Regions from separate parts of the Sus scrofa genome. Here region 1 is linked to region 2. The links are chromatin contacts, called in public HiChIP or PLAC-seq maps. All regions are on one chromosome and are shown on one strand. Each heading gives the region's core, a stretch centred on a gene start, on an enhancer-like site or on the middle of the called end of the contact. The rest is flanking DNA. Distances are from core to core; before and after follow the strand shown.

Evidence for each region. HiChIP or PLAC-seq counts read pairs in DNA pulled down with a chosen protein or histone mark.
Region 1: a contact with region 2 is called in an H3K27ac HiChIP or PLAC-seq map of skeletal muscle, with 3 times the contacts expected there. The contact joins the promoter of LOC100622246 here to the promoter of SMIM11A in region 2. A contact is called at or near these places in 2 of 2 datasets of contacts at active chromatin or transcription factors (alveolar macrophages and skeletal muscle).

What each region holds. Positions count from the first base shown.
Region 1 is chr13:199,595,211-199,602,839 of Sscrofa11.1, forward strand. LOC100622246 (carbonyl reductase [NADPH] 1) reads left to right here and starts at 5,558. Exons shown (of 3, transcript NM_001315746.1): 1 at 5,558-6,059; 2 at 6,572-6,679. The coding sequence starts at 5,771.
Region 2 is chr13:197,983,576-197,990,937 of Sscrofa11.1, forward strand. SMIM11A (small integral membrane protein 11A) reads left to right here and starts at 1,693. Exons shown (of 4, transcript XM_003132758.4): 1 at 1,693-1,832; 2 at 5,873-5,975. The coding sequence starts at 5,964.

The DNA of each region.
Region 1 (7,629 bases), core at 4,308-6,807, 1.6 Mb after region 2:
GTTGGAGCCACATGTGTGACCTATACCACACGAGATTCTTAACCCACTGAGCTATTGAACCTGCCTCCTCGTGGATCCTAGCTGGGTTTGTTAACCTCTGAGCCACGAAGGGAATTCCTACTTTACTGGTTTTAAATTAGCATGCTTTTCAAAAACAAATTTCAAAAAGTTTTCCATAGTCACATCTGTCCACCCTTTCTTCTGTGATTTTTCTCCTGGTTTAAGCTTACAGAGTTCTTTTCCATACTGAAAAATGTAAAATTTGACTTATATTTTCCTATGCCTGTTTTATGGTTTCATTTATTAAAATGTAAAATTTCAAAATGAGAAATCACCTTTTTTCTCTCTCTCTTTAGTACATAATTGGTATACTTGTATCATTTTTCTTTCCAACTGTCACTCCCTTTCCCCGGAACTATTTTTGCAATAGCCCTTTGTTTCCCTATCAATTGTCAATGCCACTTCTATCATGCCAACTAAAAAAAAAAAAAAGTCACTAGCCTCTGTCATCACTGACCTTCAACACACTTTGAAAGCAGAGATTAGAAATGAGGCACTCTGTGCTCTGTGAAAACCTGTCAGAACACACCTGCAGATATTTAGATATTTTCAGGAGAAGAACTTAAAAGCCTAATTTCTTGTGTCTTCTCATAGCTAGAAAAGCACAAAATCGTTAATGGAAATATCTGCTCCTCATGACTGGCAGCAAACTTCTGCCAAAATGTGTGCTTGAGTGCATCTATGCTCCTTCACCCAAATCACAGATACATTGACTTCCTCTTTACCTCTCCGGAGCTCACTGAAAGGCTGTATCATCAGAGCTTACTGAAAGGCTATTTCATGATTCTCACATTGTGCTTTTTTTTTTTTAAGTCAACAATCATATGCTTAATTCTTTTTACATTATATTTTATGTACTATGTTTTCTGAAGCATCCTGCCCCATGGACCTGTCAATTCTTGTGTTGGTACGGGTGCTAAAATTATAAGCAAATCAGGCTGAAATCATGATTCATGGCCCCTTTAGAATTTGCCTTTTGACACAGCAGATCTCTCCCTGCCCCAAGTTCCCTGCACACCACGGGCTCTCCCTGAGTGGCTCTCTTAATTAGTTTAATGCATCCTCTTTCTTTTGACACTGGTTCACCCCAGCTATGGAAAAAAGTAGCTAGTGGTATGAAAAGTGACAGAGAACACCCATACACTTGCATAAAGGGGAAAATCCAAAACAATGCACCTAATTATCCTGAGTGGAAAAAAAAAAATCCCCTAAGTTTATATACCGTACCACAACAACTATGGAACATTTTTGAAACAATAAACTTTTAGAAATGGAGAACAGATGGGTGATTGTCAGGGGATTGGTTTGGGGGTGGAGGGCAAGAGAGAAGTATGTTTGATTATGAATGAATAGCGAGAAGGATCATTGTGCTAATGGAACTGTTATATCTTTTTAATGCATAAATCTCCACATGAGATAAAATTCTATAGGTGTGAACACACACACACAAATAAGTAAAACTGAGAAAATCTCAATATGTTTGGTGGATTGCTTTGATATCAATATCCTGATTGTGACATTGTATTATAGCTGCAAAATATCACCATTGAGGAGAACTGGGTAAAGTATAATTTTTCACTAGTACATGTGAATCTATGATCATCATTTCAGAGCGACAGCCGTAAGTGATGGCTGGAAGCGAGATCTCAAATTCTCTGCTCAGGATTTGAACCTGGGCAGCCTGGATATAAAAACCAGGAACCCTAGCCATTAGACCAGCTATCAGCTGAAAGCAGAATTCCCCTGATTCTTGCCTGCTGTTGAAAGCAAGAATATTTCAAGTAAGTAAAGAGTGTAAAAATAGGTATAAAGTTTATTGTTCGAAACACAGTACAACATGTGGGAGAGCATAGAAATACAGAGAATTAGTCTATTTATCGAAGGCAGAGTAAAGCAGTGATACACACCCAAAGGAGTGAGGGTGCGGCATCCCCTGAATGAGGAGCAAGCCAGAGAGGTGACTTACACCACTTACATAGGGTAGTTCTTCCCGGGGCTTGTCTTCCTTTGGCCAGTTACCTTGTTTGTCTTTCATACCTGACCAGACCAAGGGCCCTCCCCTGATCTGTGTGCCCATCTTTTGGCCAAGATGGATTCTGAAGCAGAGCATGGCGGGAAGGTTATCCAGACTTATTATGGCCAGGCACCCCCTCCCTTTCTGACCCAGAAGGGTCTCTCTGCACACGTGCAGTTGGGGCTCCTTGACCCTGAAGACGGGGACTATGTGACGTCTTTGTTCTTCTGCCCAGGCAGGGCTCAGCCCCTCTTTCGATCCTGTCATTACCATTGTTTAACCATTTGCAGAAGACCAGTACCAGTTATTTGCCTTGTGCCTGTTGTTAATGTCTATCTTATAGTATAGATAGATGTGGCTGGTTGTAAATGTTCGCCCTGAAGCCGATTTATCTACTGCCTCAGGAAGTGTAAATAAGAGGCTAGTTGCCAATGTCTATTCTGGAGCCTCAATAAAATTTTAAGTCAAAAAAAAGCAAAAGTAACACTTCCCTGAAGGCTCAGTGGGTTAAGGACAGGCACTTCAGTGACTCAGGTTGCTGCTGTGGCACAGATTTGATCCCTGGCCCAGGAACTGTGTATGCTGTGGGCCCGTCCATGTCAAAAAATGCAAAGGTATTTCCCTGACTATTCGTTTCATTTTTTGCAACTGATTGGAAAACTACCTTGAAATTGCTACATAATTGGAAACTATCTAAAGCATTGCTGTTCGGGATAACTTTATGCTTTGATGGAAAGAAATATTTGCACTGTCCAGTACATCAGTCACTAACAAATATGCCTATACAGCACTTGAAATGTAGCTAATCCAATTAAAGAACTGATTTTCATTGTATTATTTTGATTAAATTTACATTTAAATGGTCACTGGTAGCTTGTGGCTACAATAAGATTGTGGACAAAGAATGTTGCCAACTGGTTCTGCAAAGGAAAGATGTTAACAGACCATCAAACCATCAGCCACTGCAGTTGATGCCAGTGGTATACCCTGAGGGGATTCAGGATGGAGAAAAACAGGATACTGGCCCTAAGTAAAGGTGCAGACCAAAGGAATAATTTCAATAAACACAGGCTCTTGCATCTTCGCATACATGGAAAAGTGCTAAATTCAATACATTGAGATGTCTGGTTTTCTTTAATTAGCTGTAATCTTTTGATGTTCCAACTACCTGGCTTTATTGGTTTTGTTGTTGTTGTTGTTTTGTTTGTTTTGTTTTGCAAAAACTTCTATATATCCTGGCTCTTCCCTTACTTATTCAGAACAGTCCCTCAGAGATATCAGAGAGGCTGCATCCAGGCTTAAGTCTTTAGTAAGTCTGCTGAATAAAATGTAATTCTCAACTTTTAGGTTGTGCTTTTTGTTTTTTCATTCAGCAAGAGTACAGTACACAAATGAATATTATTGTACACTCCCCTGAATTCCTCAGTGGTATATATATACATAGTAAGGAAGAAAATTAATTTCCAACCTTAAAGTTAATTTATGTACTTTCTGGGGATCCTTTTCCTCACTTTAAAGGGGTGATAAGATGCATCTTGATGAGTTACTGTCGGTGTAACAAAGGGCTGCAAATCCCCTTTGTACCCAGGAGCCACATACAGCTTGCCTGGCAACCCTGCAAGTGTCCAGGGAGATAACCCCTTGATGATTTAGTAAACACTCTCTGATCTCGGAGAGACAGCAGTGAATGATGGCTCAGAGTGAAATCTTCATTCTCTGTTCAGAAATTGAAACTTGGGGAGCCTGGTTGAAAACTAGGAATCCTAGCCACTAGATTAGCTAGAAGCTAAAAGTAGAATTGCCCTGATTCATGTGAGAGGATGTGTGTGTGTGTGTGTGTGTGTGTGTGTGTGTGTGTGTGTGTGATCTAATGGTGCTTTATTTTTCAATTAAAAAAAAAAAATTGGAGTTCCCGTCATGGTGCAGTGGTTAACGAATCCAACTAGGAACCATGAGGTTGCGGGTTCAATCCCTGGCCTTGCTCAGTGGGTTAAGGATCCGGCATTGCCGTGAGCTGTGGTGTGGGTCACAGATGCGGCTCGGATCGCAGGTTGCTGTGGTTCTGGCGTAGGCTGGTGGCTAAAGCTCTGATTCGACCCCTAGCCTGGGAATCTCCATATGCTGTGGGAGCAGCCCAAAGAAATAGCAAAAAGACAAAAAAAAAAAAAAAAAAAAAAAAATTTTGGCCATGCCTGCAGCATTCAGAAGTTCCCAGTCCAGGGATCAAACCTGTACCAGAGCAATGACAATGCCAAACACTTACCAGCTAGGCCACCAGGGAATTCCTATCTAACTTCACTTTTGACTTTTATTAACTATTTCCTATAAAATCTGTCCAGATAACTATGCAATCACATGAACACTGAAACCAGTGGATAAAGATTCCAGAGAGAATTGTCCTGATCCTTGCCGCCTGTTGAAAGTAAGAATGTTTCAAGGCGGCAAATACTATGAAAACAGGTGTAAAATTTGTTGTCAGAGTCACAGTACAACATGTGGGAGAGCAAATGGAGGAGTAATTTAAGTTAGAAGCAAAGAAGTAGTACACACCCTAAGGAGAGGTGTGGGTGCAGGTGTCCCCAAGTGAGAAGAGCAGCAGAGAGGTGATTTAGATCACTTATACAGCACAGTTCTTTGTTTACCTTTAACCCATTATCTTTTTCTTTAACTCAATGAAATTTACTATATTTTTATAGCTGGGGTTTGACATGAACATGCTGTAAAACTGAGCTGTGATGATCATTGTATAGCCAATTATCTTGTTTTATTTTTCACACCTGACTGAACACAGGACCTTCCCCCATATGCCTGTGCATCTTTTGGCCAAGATGGATTCCAGAGCAAAGGGTGTTCAGTAAGGACTTATTATGGCCTGGCGCCCCCTCCCTTTTCGACCTCAGGAGTCTTACTGCTCACATGTAATCAGGGAGGTCTCCCTCACCCCAGGAGTGATTGAAATGGTCCTCGGATCTTCCCACTCCTGCAGAGCTCGGTTCCTGCCATTAACTTTTTCCTTGAAGTGTCAAAAGGAAAGAAGTCCTAGCTGTTCTCTGCCCAGGGGCCCATCATCTACCTCCACCCACTAACAGGTGATAACCAGCCAAGGATAAACCAATAGCTTTGCTTTCCCATTCTTTGGGAAGATATCAACACACATTTGATCCCCATCATGTTCTTCCAGTTTATTCCACAACTCTAGGTTCCAAAGAGTTTGAGCAATATCCTTTTAAACGCTGTAAAGAAAAAAAAAAAAAGTCTGTGAAATCGACCCATTTCTTTAAGTGCAACTGTGAAGAGGCTAGCAGTGGGTGAATACAAAGAAAAGCTGGCAAAACAGAAGATAAGGGCTCAGTTTAAACGTATTCAACAACAGCCAATCGGAATGATTCTCTGCTGTCAGGCACGCGGTCGCTGGGCAACGGCTCTTCAGCTGACAGCTCTCCAAACCAACCCCAGCGCCCCTTCTCTACTTTCCCTTCAGCCCTAGAGCGGCATCCTGGAGCCAGGCCCTCAGCAGGTGGGGCCCGCGCCTTTGCACTCAGCCCGGAGGCTCGCGGCGAGAGTGCTGCTAGTGGGCACCCAACCCATTCTGCGTCGCATCGGCTGCCAGCATTGCGCAGACCTTCGGCCTCGCGTTTGGGAGAAACCAGACCCATCCGCTGTCCGTGCAGAGGCACCGCTGCCCCGCTCCCGACCATGTCGTCCAACATTCGCGTGGCGGTGGTGACCGGCGGCAACAAGGGCATCGGCCTCGCCATCGTGCGTGATCTGTGCCAGCAGTTCTCGGGGGATGTGATGCTTACGGCGCGGGACGTGGCGAGAGGCCAGGCGGCGGTGCAGCAGCTGCAGGCTGAGGGTCTGAGCCCGCGCTTCCACCAGCTGGATATCGACGACCTTCGGAGCATCCAGGCCCTGCGCGACTTCCTGCTCAAGGAGTATGGGGGACTCAACGTGCTGGTCAATAACGCGGGCATCGCTTTCAAAAGTAAGGGGGTAGGTGCTCGCAGGCAAGGCGGTCGCGCAGGATGGTTTGGAACTGTTGAGGAATCGCAGCTGTGGGGTCCGGAATGGGAATAGGGAAGCAAATGAAAAGTGGGAAAGGGTACAGCTAGCAGAGGCCGCTGGGAATTGAGTGCTTTCTAGCCAGAGGGAACTGTGTCTTTGGCTGGTTCCAGGGGAACTTTTCTAGGTTGTTCCACAACTTCTTCCTGACTGGACCTGAGTGCAGATGAGTGAATTTTTAACTTATTTTGAAATAAGGAAATTGCAAAAACTGCTACACCGAGATCCCTCCCGGTGCACCTTTTGTGCAGCCTCCCCCCAATGGTGTGACCTTACAAAACTGCCCAGCATTATCCCAGAAATTCACATGGGCGCAATGCTATTAACTAGATGCACTTTTCCAAAACTTCGCAGATTTCTTACGCACCATTTTTTAATATCTTCCTATGGAATGTTATGACATGGCTGATAGTCACTCTCCTTTTCTCCTGAAAGCTGTTGATCCCACACCGTTTCATATTCAAGCAGAAGTAACTATGAAAACAAACTTCTTGGGAACCCGAAATGTATGCACAGAGCTCCTGCCTCTGATAAAACCCCAAGGTGAGTCTGACTGGAGCCCAAGCTGTAGTGTTTCTAGTAGGACCTGAGCCCTGCCTGCCACTGGCCTCCAGGATGTGTCTCCACCCAGCCAGGTGCCCTGAGACCTTACTGTCCAGGTCAGGGGTGCTCTCTGTCTGGCTTCTCTTTGCATATCTGGCTCTTTCCTCTCTTTTCCATTTTAGCTCAGAGGTCTCCTCCAAGAGGCCCTTAACTTGCTCAGTGCCCATCACAGCCGGACGTCCCTTAGGATTTCACCTAAGACCTTCTCCTCCACCTCTTCCTCTCACGGTGACCTGATCAGACTAGTGGAACCTGTGCTGCCCTCAGTTCATTAGTGCCCTCGCCCCCAAAGTCTGTCACCTGCATGGGAACGTTCCCAGAGCTCCAAGCACACATTTTGTTTTCCAGCCTCTCCATCTTATGTCCAAGGACTCATCCTTTCCCCAAATCATCTTGGTCAGTGATCCCATCCTCCACCCACCTGGAGATGCTGGAGGTCACCATGTCTTCCCACTCATTACCATTTACCAGGTCCTAAGAGTTATCCTACTAAGTTTCGCCCCAGGCCTTCTCCTCCGTTCCAGCTCTACAGCAGGTCTTCAGTGTCATTTGTAGACAATTGTAAATCCTCCTCAGAGACCCCTCCCCTCATTTTGAGTCCTTTCCTTTCATTCTCTGCCCTCAGCAGGCTCACTCCTCTCCCTAAAATCCTTCAGGAGCAAAGTCCAAGCCCTTAGCATGGCTCATAGGGATCTGTAATCTGAGCTGCCAAACTCCAAGACCATTTTAACTGCCCTTCAAAGTGCTTAATGTTGCTGATCAAACACTCTCCTATTCCTTTGGGTTAAACTACTGTAATACTGACCCAGAAGTAAGGAGACAGTAGGAGAACCACCACCCATTAAATACACCAAATAAGACAAGCAGATACTTTTAGAAAGACTAAGAGG
Region 2 (7,362 bases), core at 443-2,942:
CGTAAAAACAGGAGTTTGTTTCTCTTGCAGAGAAGTGTCCATCGACAAAGCCAGATCAGGCTGACTATTCCCTTCCACTTTTTGTAAATTTCCACTTCCCCCAACTCTGCCTGAGTGCCTGTGGCCCCAACCTCCTCATTCTCCTTCTTATGCCCAGTTACCTCTGCACCAATCAAAGTTGAGTTTAATTCATGCCGAATTCTCTTCCCTACTGTGATAGCGACTGAATCAAGTCTGTCCCTAACACATGAACCGGTGCCTGGCTTTATCTGTGACACAGGAAAACACATCAAGGGGAGGAGGGATCTAGGTTTTCCTAATTAAGTACATTTCATTATCATCATTTAATAAATGTTCATCAGCCAAGTTTACTTTCGGGGAATGGGAGAAATACCCAATCTTGACGAGCATTTTGGCTTGGATCCTGCATTGCTGTGGCATAGGCTGACAGCTGCAGCTCTGAGATTCAACCCCTAGCCTGGGAACTTCCATATGCTGCAGGTGCAGCCCTAAAAAGAAGGAAAAAAAAAAAAAAAGAGTTCCTTTTGTGACTCAGTGGTTAACAAACCCGACTAGGAACCATGACGTTGTGGGTTTGATCTCTGGCCTCGCTCAGTGGGTTAAGAATCTGGCAATGCTACTAGCTGTGGTGTAGGTCACAGACATGGCTCAGGTCCACTGTGGCTGTTGCTGTGGTGTAGGCCAGCAGCTGTAGCTCCAGATTCGACTGCTTTCCTGGGAACCTCCATATGCCATGGGTGCGCACCCACCCCACCCCCCAAAAAAGAAAAGGAACTCATGGTAGTGGCTGCCCTGATAGAGGCTAGATCCGGAGTCAGGTCCCAGCTCTGGCCCTTGCTGGCTTTAAAACCCTCCACGACTTAATCTGTGTCTTCATTTCCTCATTACAGTCATAATATGTCCTTCACAGGCCTGTCAGGAGACTTCAATTAGACAATAAAGTGCTTAGAACATTATTTCTGTTACTTTCTCCAGGAAACATTTCGTTTTTCACCACCACCAAGATGTCACAATGGGATATGGAATTGGACTGTCTGGTTCAAATCTCCGTTCTGCCACACCAATTTGCACGTTTTCTTGCGCTGGCCACTTCGTCTCCTCTTGCTTTAGTTTCCTAAACCACAGAAGGGTGAGCTGAGCATGGACTAAGGACTCTGTGAACTTTCCTCTTGCTACCCTTGAATTTCAGTGTCCAGTTTGTACCCTCCCTTACAGAAGGGTCTGAGTGCGTTGTAACTGCTTCCGTTTACTAAGCTCTTGTTGAATGAATCTGGGGACCTAGTATGGGCACCCCACCACTATTCCAAAGGAAAATGCACGCATTTTTGACAGAGACGATGAAGGCTAAATTTGGAAACTTCTGGGGACCCACGTGCCCTCGGCCACACACAGCAAGGATCACCCAAAGAAAGCGAGACAGCTGAGGGGGAGGGGCCCACAAAGCCCCGCCCCCCACAAAGCCCCGCCCCCACAAAGCCCCGCCCTCCATCCGCCGTCCTCCAACTCCAGTAACTTCAAAAGGAGAATGTGCCAAGGGCCTGGAGGAAAGCGCCTGGCCCACCCTCACTCGCCCGGCCAATCCCGTTCCGTGACCCACGTCGCAGCCCCCAGAAAGCCGCGCCAGCCCCAAGCGCGATTGCGCGTGAAGCGGCGCACGCATCAAGGCGGCGCACGCATCAAGGCGGCGCTCGCAGCGATGCGGTCCTGGCCCACTGCGCAGGCGCGCGGAGCGGTGCATTTCGGGACGTGTAGTTTTCCCGCGGCGTTGTAGCTGTCGTGTGTGCCGGCTGGTTCCTCCGCGGCCCGGAGCTGTAAGTGGGTGGTGTCCTGGGCCACGGAATCCTGAGCTGAGGCCCGGCAGCTCTTGGGGGCGCTGGGGAGTTTGGCGGCCGGCCCTGCGATCGCACTTTCTCTCTAGACGCTCACCGCCGGGCCCCCGGGCACGGCGAAGGTGACTGCTGCCACCTCCCGCCCCCCGCCCGCGGATTGCCCCTGTCTGGCTGGGTTGCCCCGGCGCCGCGGATCCCGCGCGGTGGGTGGAGTGTTGAGGCTGTCACGCAGGCCGGAGAGATTAGGAGGCGAGCGAATGCTCTGGACGCCCTGTTCTGTTAGAATGGCGGGGCGGAGGGGGCGGGGTGGGGGGCAGTGCTTGCCTTTGGCCCTCATTCTCGGGTGTGAGCGGTACAGGCCTTGCTCCCCAAGAGTCGGGGATGGAGAGGACCCTGGCCCGGCCCTCGGATTACTGTTACGGTTACGGAGAAGTTGAGGCCCAGCCCCTCGCCCTGGGAACCCCGGGCTGATCCGGGCTTGGGCCTTAGAGGCCAACCAGGTGATATCCTAGGTTCATCTTGAACCCCTTCCTTCCCACACCTACCGCTCTTTCAAAAGATTGGGTGAAGGGTTGGGGTGAAAAGGGTAGAGACTGGGAATGAGAACAGCTCCGGAAAGTTCAAACTAGGGACACATACTTAGTGGCTGGAATGAGACTCCAAGAGACAGACCGACCCTTGGGGTTTGTTAGGTGTGCCAAGAAGAAAATTGTGGACCATACATTGTCCATAGTGCTTTAATTGGCTTAATGAAAATAAGCCAGTAGCTTTTCTATTTTTTAGGAGAAATCTGGCAAAGGAGAACTCAGGACGTTTTTGCAGGAGAGGAAATAAAACTCTGAGCCATTGTTAAAAGGGAAGTTTAAAACTTCCAGCGCTTCATAGATTTTAGGCCTCTCAAAATTGTGGCTGTCAGTTTGTAGTTCAGCCCTCAGATACCAGCTGCCTCCTGGTTCTGGTGTTGGGTCAGGTGTACATATGGCAGCAGAGCAAATAGCCTGTTGATATTTTTAGCTTTCTCAGTTGTTCTTATTTGCTGAAGTCCTGCAGGGTGCTACAGAAATGGCTGAGTTGGAGCATGTAATTTAGGGGAGGTGGGAAAGAGTTGTAATTTGGAGCCAGTGAGTGGGAATGAGTTTGACTGATTTGCCCTCTCCTCTTTCACCCTCAGCCTAAGTCTTCCACTCCTTTGCACATTGACCCTAATTTTTTTTTTTCTAAAGAGACTGAATTTTATCACCCTAGATATGAAGTTGAGTGAGCTGCCAGTATATTTTTAGTTAGATTCTGTGATATCAAAGAGGGTGGTGACTTAGGCATTGCCGAGTTTCAGCACTGTTCTTTGGCTTCTGATTTTTGAGATAACACTTTAGGTTAAAGAGGCTAATGACCTGTGCCAGGTCACTCACGTGCCCTGCCATTGGTGCCACCAAGAATTGAGCCCAGATCGCCAGTTCTCCTGGTTATCCAGTGCTGGTTCTTTATACCATATCCTGCTGTCTGCATTTTGACTGATACCACTTTTTATCAGCTTGACATGTCCATTAGTGGAAAGAGATATTTATCATAACAGTTATCGTTGGTATTTGTTTAGTGCTTTCCATATGCTGAACACATTGCTTAGTGTTTGCAGTCTCTGAAGGAGAATTGACAGACAGGGCAGCTGAGGCTTAGAGAGGCCAGGTGACTCGTCCAAGGTCACATCACTGGTAAACAGATCACCACGGGTGATCTTTTGATTTCCTCCTCTAAGCTTTTTGGACCTACTTGGGGTCCTTGACCTTGTGGCTACCATACCTATTTCAATTCTCTAGGTATGTCCTTTGGTCTCAGAAAACATGTGGAAAACAGCCAAGCTTGTCTACTTATATTTGTACACAACTCAATAAAAGCAGGAGTTGTAAAAATAAAGTTCATATGACCTTAAACCTTTACATTTACAACATGGCTAATTCCCGAGATTATTAGACATTATTCAGAGTGAAAATTCCAGCAACAGGTTATAAGCTGTTAGGAACCGAGTTGCCCAGTGCAAGTCAGAGTCTGCTGCTACTTAGACAAATGGGCCATTTATGCACAAAGGTAATGAGCACCTTCGGTCATGGTCATCGCGTTTAAACAGATTTGTGGTGTAAATTCCTGTCGTTAGCTTATCTGACTTTGGAAAAGTCATGGGGAGAACTGGGCTGTCTTGTGCCAACTGCCAGCTTGTTTTCAGGATACTATGACCTTGAGCAGATGAGGTCTGAACTTTTTTTTATATTTAATGCTTTTGTAAGTGAAAGTTTATTTATTTTTTTTAAAAAAAGAAATGTCTCTCCTAAAGTTTCTCTCCATTCTAAAGGACTCTGAATTTTTCTGATGTTTTTCGTCGTTCTAACTGTAAGTGCATTTAAGGAGAAGCATCCCCATGTTTTCTTACTGCAGAGCTCTTTGCCGTAGACACTGGAGCCAGACCGGGTGGGTTGGAATCCCAGTCCTTCTGTGTGACTCTGAACATGTCATGTAAATTTTGTTTCCTCGTCTCCAAAGTATACACAGTAAACTACCCCTCTTTGGGGCTGCCGTGGAGACGAGCTGCGTTAATGCAGTAGTGTGCTGTGGCACGGCCGGGCACCATAAAGTGAAGCTGGGATTATTATGCTTTAAGTTGCCAAATTGCAGAAAAAGCAGGGGCTCTAGAGCCCATGTAGTTGACACCAGACGGGACTGAGGCCCCAGGAGGGATGTTGCTTAACCAGAGTGGGTGGGTTCTTCCTGCAGAGCTCAAGTCTCCTGACTTTTGGGACATGTGTCATATTCTAAAAATAGTGACACACTGGGCCTCGGAGCAAATCCTGCGCTCTGGCCATGTCCCTGCCTCATCACTTCCTGCCTCACCTTCCCCTAGGGTCTCCCTCATGTTGTAGGGGGAAATCTAATATGAATGGCTTTCTTAGGACAATTTTTTTGTCCTATCATTTATTCCCTTCCCTAGATATTTTCTAATTAAATTTTATTGGGAGGATAGTTGATTTACAAGGTTGTGTTAGCTTCAGGGGTGCAGCAACGTGAATCAGTCATATATATACACCTAACAATTCCTTTTCAAATTCTTTTGCCATTTAGGGCCACTACAGAGCATTGACTAGCTCTCCCGGTGCTGTATACAGTAGGTCCTTGTCACTCATCCATTCCATATGTAGTAGTGTGTATGTGTCAACCCCAACTTCCCATTTTCTCCCTCCCCATTACATTTCCCTTTGGTGACCCTAAGTTTGGTTTCAGAATCTTTGCGTCTGATTCTATTTTGTTAATGAGTTCCCCTCTTTCATTCTTTATTAGATTCCGCATATTATTGGGCTCCTATGATATTTGTCTTTCTCTCTCTGACTTAGTCCACTTCGTATGATAATTTCTGAGTCCATCCATGTTGCTGCAAATGGCATTTCATTCTTTTTTATGGCTGAGTAATATTCCAGTGTATATATACGCCACCTGTTCTTTATCCATTCCTCTGTCGACGGACATTTAGGTTGCTTCTGTGTCTTGGCTGTTGTAAACAGTGCTGCAGTGAACATTGGGGTGCCTGCATCTTTTCCCTCCAGATATTTTCAAAAACCAGGAGTAGCTTAATTAATACTCAGAAGACCTGAGAAATAAAATGGCACTCCTCCATAAGCCAGCTTTTGCTCAGGGCAGGAGGTGGGTGGAGGAACAGATTTTGGACCTGGGCTCTTACGTCACAGATGAATGGAATGGGAGCACGTGTCCCCTTAGGAGCAGTGCTGCCACCTTCTCAGGGGCTGTGCTCCCCTCCCTGGGGAAGGGCAGCTGGGGAGAGCTTGGTACTGTCTCTGCCTCACCCAGGCCTTCTGTTCCACCAGGCTCTGGGGCACCTTGTTGGGGATACTTAACCCTCCTCTCTGCAGAGCTTGCTGTCTTTGCTCATGTGCCCCCTCTCTCACCATCAAAGAGAAGCCTTCTGAAGACGGTCTGTTCTAGAAAACCCCAGTGGACCTGTTTCGTCTCTTCCCCAGCAGGACAGTGAGACCTGGCCCTCCAGCTGGCTCTCTTCCTATGCCTGTCTGAGTGGCCTGCACTGACCAGGAGTGAACTCCTAGTTGATCCAACATGAATTGGAAGGTGAGACTAACTTTAAACATAATGGTTTGGGTGCTTTCTCCTGATTGTAAAAATTCAAAATAATGGTTCTGTAGAGATAGGTTGATTAAGAAGGGATAAAGGTAGGGGGAGTGGATTAAAGCAGGAACCGCAATAACATTTAGTATTTTACTCTAAGTTAAAATATAAATGTACATTTATCCACCGGACTTTTGGAGGAAGACCAGGCTTTTCTGAGAGGCTTTTCTTTCTTCGTAAAACGGGTGGCTTGGAAGGTTCACCTGTGATTTCACGGTGTGGTTTCTTTAGTGTGGATAAATAAGATCTTAGGAAGCAGTCTACCTACAAAATCTTCCCAGATTTGTATGCTCTTCTTCCCTAATCTTTTACATTTGTGTGGCCAACAGTATTATTATTTTTCCCAATTCCAATTGAGTCTTTCAAAGCATTCACCTTAGTTTTCCTGGAAACAGTCTTTCCTCTACATAGTCATATTCCACGAGTATCATGTTTAAGTAAATGGTCTAGCATAACATCAAGTGCTGCTTAAATAAGCTGCCTGCGGAATAAACACAACTATCCCCTCTAAAACATTGGGTGCAGCTGGTGGGAGCAGAAGTTCAAGGGCATCCAAAGAGTTCCCTGTTAGCCACGAGTGTTACAGGGCTCTGGGCCACAGTCAGCAGGCCTCGCAGATGGAAAGGGGAGATCAGGTTACACCCCTGAAGTAGGTGGGGTGGGGTGGGGTGGAGGTTGCCTAGACAACAGTCACAAAAATAGATGCTTTGAAAAGCATGAAATCAAGTCAAAATCATGTATCATCTCGCTATCCAGAGATGGCTGCTTTTAAGTTGTGGTGTATTTGCTTCCTGTATTTTTTCCCCATACATAACTGTAATGTGTGTACTTTCAAACTTAGGATCTCATTCTTTTTCTTTCTTTTTTGGGGGCCATACCTGCAGCATATGGAAGTTCCCAGGCTAGGGGTTGAATCTGAGCTGCAGCTGACTGGCCTACACCACAGTCACAGCAACGCCAGATCCAAGCCACATTTGCAGCCTACACCGAAGCTCACGGCAACACCAGAACCTTTAACCCACTGAGCAGGGCCAGGGATCGAACCTCCATCCTCACGGATACTAGTCAGGTTCTTAACGTGCTAAGCCACAACAGAACTCCCATATATAATATATATTTTAATTGTTATAAGCATTTCCTTGTTCAGAACAGCCACTGGCTCGTTATTGCAAGGAGAAGTGGAAAGTTCTGGAAGCAGGATCAGGAGTCAGGACAGTACACATCCCTCCTCCCCAGCGCTGTGGGGCATGGGGGGGCCATGCGTGAGGCCTCTGGGGACTGTTTTCCAGGAAGGACCTCGTCGAGGCTCAGGAGGCAGAGTGAGGATTCG